2 separate regions of the Hordeum vulgare genome follow, and region 1 is linked to region 2. The links are chromatin contacts, called in public Hi-C maps. All regions are on one chromosome and are shown on one strand. Each heading gives the region's core, a stretch centred on a gene start, on an enhancer-like site or on the middle of the called end of the contact. The rest is flanking DNA. Distances are from core to core; before and after follow the strand shown. Region 1 holds the start of LOC123396714 (transcription factor HEC1-like). Region 2 has its middle 190 kb from the start of LOC123396714.

Region 1 (3,157 bases), core at 587-3,086, 190 kb before region 2:
TGTGGCTGTATTTGAACGTTCATGCAAGCTTGATGATTAAAAACATGTATTGAGCAAGTTTATGCACCAAACTAAGGTCACGTGTAAGTTCTACGACCACAGATGTAAGTACTATTTACTAAAAAAAATGCGTCGGTAAACATTCGCGTGAGGACGCGGTGGACACTCGCGGAAAGGCAAGTGAACGGAGCATGTTTGTCCTCCCGTGGATCACCGACACGTGGGGCGCTAGGCGCGGTCGGATCGCGTTGGGCCAAGCACGGGCGGGTCCGGGTCATTTATAAGAGAGTACCAAATGCCAACCGACCAACTGACCAACGCCCTTGAGCCCGTTGACCGTGTTGGGAGCCGATGGCAACCCGCCGTGTACGCTCGCTTTACTTCTCGGCGGCTTGTTCCGTACCTCACTCCCGTTCCAAATCTACTACTACTGGTACTAAAGATTTGGTAGTAACTAAAATGCGCAAATCATTGGAAAGGTCAGAACGTACATTATTTACTAGCTATGCAAGGTTGTTGTATACTCCGCATATTGATTTTGACTGAAAGTAAACTTTGTAAAATTTGATCAAGCTTGTAAAAAACAATATGAACATTAACAGTAATAAATTTATATGATGTGAAGATATATATCATGATGAATCCAATAGTATTAATTTGATGGTGTACATGTTACTATAATATACTCCCTCCATCCTAAAATAAGTGTCTTAAGCTAAATACAACTTTATACTAAAGCTAGTACAAAGTTAAGACAATTATTTTGAAACGGAGGGAGTATATTTATACAAACTTGTTGAGGGTATTTAAGGTTTAACTTTATACATATCTAATATACGGAGTAAATAAAAACAAAAAATATATAATAACTATTTTTTAACACTGTACTTTTTGCACCGGTATTTATTTTATAACATATATAATCGACGACCAGTTCTTGGAAGAATAAAAAAAATATGGTGATAACTAAAATACCGACTAGTTCTCCGCGAAATAAAATAAAATACTGACTAGTACTCCCTCCGTTCCTAAATATAAAACGTTTTAGATATTACACTATGAACTACATACGAATGTACATAAACATATTTTAGAATATAGATTCACTCATTTTAATTCGTATGTAGTCTCCTAGTGTATTCTCTAAAAGGTCTTATATTTTGAAACGGAGGGAGTATTTCTGAATCTCGTCCGTTTATCTTGTGAATCAACCAGATCACGTTCCGCGTGATCGTAGAGAAAAAAGACCGCGGGGCGCGCGGTTCATCGCATTCGCACGCAAGCTTCATCAGTCCGACGTGGAGCGCGATATGCTGGTATGCCCCGGTGCATGTTTGCCCTTTTCGAAGCCAGCCACTCCACTGACCGATACGTGGACAGCAAAAGCGATCGCCCATCCACGTGTCAGGCCGGCGTTCATGGACCGACCCTCGCGCGCCGCTAACCAAATCAGGTGAGAAAAAAGCTTAATTCGATGCCCAAGTTAAAGCAGTCGTCGGCATTCTTAATTCTGGTGATTTCGGCTGATCCGTGTTCTGTGAGACATTTTATAGAGACGTCCTTCTCGACGAAAGCGAAGGTTTATCTATACGTTCGCGCAGCGCACGGGAGTGCAATTCCAGCTTCCGGGAAGGAGCAGCAAGGCAAAAGAAAGGGAGTATATACATACAGAAATTTAATAAAATGAAGAAAAGGGGGGAATAATTGAGGAGAAGAGATCGCTAGCTAGCTGCTAGTGTGTGCTGATGCTACAGAGGAAGCAGCATCACATTTATCCCAGCCAGTCGGCTCCAAATGGCGACGGCCCTACCGTCGTCCCGGCTCCGGCCTCCTCCTCAGCTCCTCTGCCTATAAATAGGCGCCTCCACTTGCGGTTTGGCAACAGCACACCCAGCAAAACCTTCCTCAAACAGCCAGCAAGCTCGAGCGAGCTCCTAGTCCAGTCCTTTGCAGCAGCAAGAACACATACACGTCTCACTGAGAGCAAGCTCTCGATCGTTTGAGCCATCATCCATGGACTTTGACCTGCTGATGAGCTCCAGCCCGGAGGCGCAGCTCGCGCTGATGAACACCATGCTTCAGCTGGAGCAGGCGCTCAACGACCAGTCGCTGATGATGGCGGAGGCGTCGCCGCCGATATCGCCCGCGCAGACCCCTTCGCACAGCCTCTCGCCTCCGCCGCACGTGTCCACGGCCTGCGCGCCCACCGACGCCGGGTATTTTTACCACCAGGACATGCATGCCCAGGCCGCCGCGGCGGGGTACGCCGACGCCGGCACCGGCGGCGTGCACCAGGAGTACGTGGTGTCTCCGGGCGCCGTCGTCTTCGACGGCCCTACCGGCGCGCCGCAGGGGTACTCCTCGTCTCCGTCGTCGTCGGACGCGATGCGGGAGATGATCTTCCACATCGCGGCGCTGCAGCCGGTGGACATCGACCCGGAGGCGGTGCGGCCGCCCAAGCGCCGCAACGTGCGGACCTCCAAGGACCCGCAGAGCGTGGCGGCGAGGCTGCGGCGGGAGCGCATCAGCGAGCGCATCCGCGTCCTGCAGCGCCTCGTTCCCGGCGGCACCAAGATGGACACCGCCTCCATGCTCGACGAGGCCATCCACTACGTCAAGTTCCTCAAGTCCCAGGTGCAGTCGCTCGAGCTCGCCGCCGCCGCCACCGGCGCGGCCGCCCACCGCGCCGCCGCCTTCGCCTACCCCGCCCTCCAGCACGCGCCGTGGTAGCTCATCCTCCTCAGCACTCAGCACGGCCCGTCGACGCTTCAGCTACCATGATAGTGATTCAATAATCCTTCCCGTTTCTGTCGCCGCGCGCACCAGCTCGTCGTCCCCGATCGCTTTTGGAGTTCCTCGGATGATTTCTGTAGCTCTGTGCGGATGTGTAGTGCATGGTCGCATATTCGCATGCATGTGTGTAAAGATGTGTAGTAGGAACCTTCTAGTTACATTTATTGCCGTTTTGTTACCGCATGCTAGCTAGCTCGCACGTGGTTTGCTCCAAGCTTTTTTTGGACTCGCAAGCCCGTCCATGCGCGTTACCTACGTACGTACGTACTACTACTAGTGTACTTACTACCCCTAGGGATGTACACTTTTTCACCTTATCAATGCAGTATTTGCCATGCACAACAGTGTGATCCTAAAATTCCGT
Region 2 (3,161 bases), core at 220-2,719:
GTCAGCTGAAATATTTTGCCGACCTGCCAGCGTCGTGTAATAGGCGAGCAGAGCTACGTCTCACTTGAAGTCAGTCATAGCTCTTGTGTCTTCCGTGAGCCACAGAAAATGTCGAACTGAATATACTTTTCAATCCCATTCAGTAATCAACAAGTGCAATTGTCCAGCGGCTCAGTGTACAGAAAAACAAGTCTAGTCCGCATACCGGAAGCAACTAACTCTTGGTTATCCCTTAAGGGGGGCCTTCAAAAGTCATTTGGGTGCCATGGGAGCAAGTCAAAGTGATGTGTCTAGTCGCCGTCATATGCTGTGTGTTGGGTGTTTTCCTTGTATTTATTTTTATGCCGCGTTTTCAGGTTTTAGATGTTTATTTATTCTTTTTGGCTTTGGGGTTTTCCCTAGATTTTGAAGGAAAAATAATTCACAATTTTTTGTGCAAGAAAAATATTTGTGCTTTTATTTGAAATGCATATTTACTCCTTGTAAAGGCGCATATTTCCTTCTCGTGAAGACACATTTTTGTTTCTCTGCAAGAAGTAGGTGTACTTCTCCAAAAAAGGAAAAGCATTCGTGCTTTCATAAGAAGCACAAATTTGCTTTTCAATGAGGAATTGCTTGTGGGAAAAACACAATTATGCTTTTAAGAAAGAAAAAAAACGTCTGCATCGATGAGAAGCATAAATTTGCTTCTCGCAGAGGCGTAGTTTCTTTCGTGAGAAGCACAACTATGATTCTTAAAAAGCAAAAGAAAATGTACTTCCATGAAAAAACATACTTGCTTCTAGCGGAGGCACATATTTGCCATCACTAGAAGTACAAATGTGATTTTAAAAAAATGCTTACACAAGAAACATAGATTTCCTTCTCGTGTATGCATACCTTTACTTTAGTGATCCGTGCTTCTTGAAAAGAAAAAAAACTATTTGCTTTCACAGGAAGTATAGATTTTCTTCTTGTGGAGGTTTAAATTTGCTTCCACATGATGCACAACTGTGCTTCTCGAAAAGAAAAAGATAAAAGAACATGCTTTCAGCTAGAGGTTTTTTGTTTCAGTTTTTCTCATACATTTTTTTCCATTTTTTGTCGGTTTTAATTTTTGTATTCCATTTTAGTATTTTTTTTATTATTTTCTTGTTTTTACAAAAAACAAATCATGAAAAAAATTATTGAAACCTATTGACGCGAGATCTACTTTTGAAGATCTCGATGCGATAAATTCAGTGGTGAAACAGTCCGGGATTTAGATGCACGGTTGAAGAGATTAAACATTTTAAATAAACAAAACGATGGGGAAAAAACTCTTAGATTGCCATAAGTGATGTACAAGCTTTGGGCCACCTGCTAGCCCCTAAGAAAGGAGTGAGCTTTACAATAGGTGATCCTTAACTAGTGATTTCATATAGACAGTGCTCCTTGCGACAAAGGGTATGCCTATGGCTGACTCCTAGTCAGCGCCTTCAGCGCCAACTAGCGAGGTTGGCGCTCACGCGCATGCTAAACGGGACGTGGCCCATTAAATGCGTGTGTGCTCGTTCGCTAAGGTCTCTTTATTCGTTTGCTTGGGCGTCGTTCATGGTTTTCTGGCGAAGTAGACCAGGTTCCCCAGCCGGTTCATGAGTTGACTTTTGCTGCAAAAATTCAACAACAACAAAAGATCGCAAAAATCAAAAAAATTCATCAGATTCAACGAAAGTTGATAAATTCCTAAAAAAAATCATTAATTTTCTAACAAAGTTCACGAAATAAAAAAATCCCTGAATTTAAAAAAAGTTAATGCATTTTGAAAAAAGTTCATCGATTTAAAAGAAGTTCATCCCAAATTTGAATAAAAATTCATGGGTCTGAAAAAAAGTTCATTAATTCCCAAAAAAGTTCATCGATTTAAAAAAAGTACAGCCCTAATTTGAAAAAAAATGATTTTACAAAGGTTTATAAAATTTGAAAAAAATTCATCGATTGAAAAACAAATCATCCCAAATTTAGCAAAAAAATGATTTGAAATAAAGTTCATCAAATTCAAAAAAAAGTTCATCAATTTTTTAAAAAATTCATGAATTTAAAGAAGTTACTGAATTTTAAAAAAGTTCATTGATTTTGAAAAAAGTTCATCGATTTAATATAAGTTCATCCCAAATTTGAATAAAAATTCATTGATTTGAAAATTTTCATTAATATCGAAAAAAATCATCGGTTTAATAAAAGGTCATCCCAAATTTGAACATAAATTCATAGATTTTAAAAAAAAAATATCAAATGCGAAAAAAGTTCATCAATTGAAAAAACATTCGTTCCAAATTTAAAAAGAAAAATTATTGATTTGAAAAAATGTTCATCAAATTCGAAAAAATGTTCATCGGTTTTTGGGAAAAGTTCAACAAATTCAAAAAATGTTCAAAGAATTCGGAAAATTTTCATCTACTTTGAAAAAAAAGTTCTTCAAATTTGGAAAACAATCATTGATTCTGAAAAAGGTTCATAAATTTAAAAATAGTTAATCAGTTTTTTTTAAAAGTTCATCAAATATTGTAACATCCCAAATTTTGTATGTTATAATAATTACTAAATTGATTGATTGTTTGAATGATTGTTTGAAATTCAGTGAAATTTGAAAATTTTGAAACTTTTGAATAAGAGGGATTAAAATGACTTTCCCATTTTCTTATGAATCCAATTTCATCCAATTCAAACCATTGAGAGGAGATGACATGACATCTACATAATAAAGGATTTGAATGTTTTGGATTTGAAAACTACTAAAACTTTTCTTTTTGGAATTCATTTCATTTTGGCTCTATTTTAAAAGTTTAAATGACTTCAAATATTAAAATTTTGAGAGGATGAACATGACCTTCCAAACTAGGGGCATTTTGGGAAGTATTTGAAGCCTAAAACTTAGGGGGTCATTTAAAAAATATTTGTAAAAGGAATCAAATCATTTAGACAATTTTCTACAAAACATTTTTTTGAAGAATTTATTTTGGCCGTAGAAAAATGTTCATCTTAATGATTTTATTTTTCTGATAATTTATATTTATAATACTCCAATATTTGGAGTTATCTTTATTTTCCTTTTTATGTTTTAGTTTCCTATTTGCAAATAAAAGGAAAAATGTTTCTAAAGGAAATCGCCGTGCACCCCATTTGGAAAGAATTGGACCGAA

Evidence for each region. A called contact is a pair of places that touch in the nucleus more often than the background predicts.
Region 1: a contact with region 2 is called in a Hi-C map of an unstated tissue, with 9 times the contacts expected there. The contact joins the promoter of LOC123396714 here to the enhancer-like site in region 2. A contact is called at or near these places in 3 of 6 Hi-C or Micro-C datasets (leaf, seedling and an unstated tissue).

What each region holds. Positions count from the first base shown.
Region 1 is chr5H:459,267,689-459,270,845 of MorexV3_pseudomolecules_assembly, reverse strand. LOC123396714 (transcription factor HEC1-like) reads left to right here and starts at 1,836. Exons shown (of 1, transcript XM_045091567.1): 1 at 1,836-3,132. The coding sequence starts at 2,014. The coding sequence ends at 2,730.
Region 2 is chr5H:459,081,124-459,084,284 of MorexV3_pseudomolecules_assembly, reverse strand. No RefSeq gene overlaps it. Among protein-coding and RNA genes, the nearest start is that of LOC123396714, 190 kb to the left of the region's middle. Within about 2 kb of position 1,469, at least 1 of the 3 cell types and tissues checked has open chromatin away from gene starts, as enhancers often do.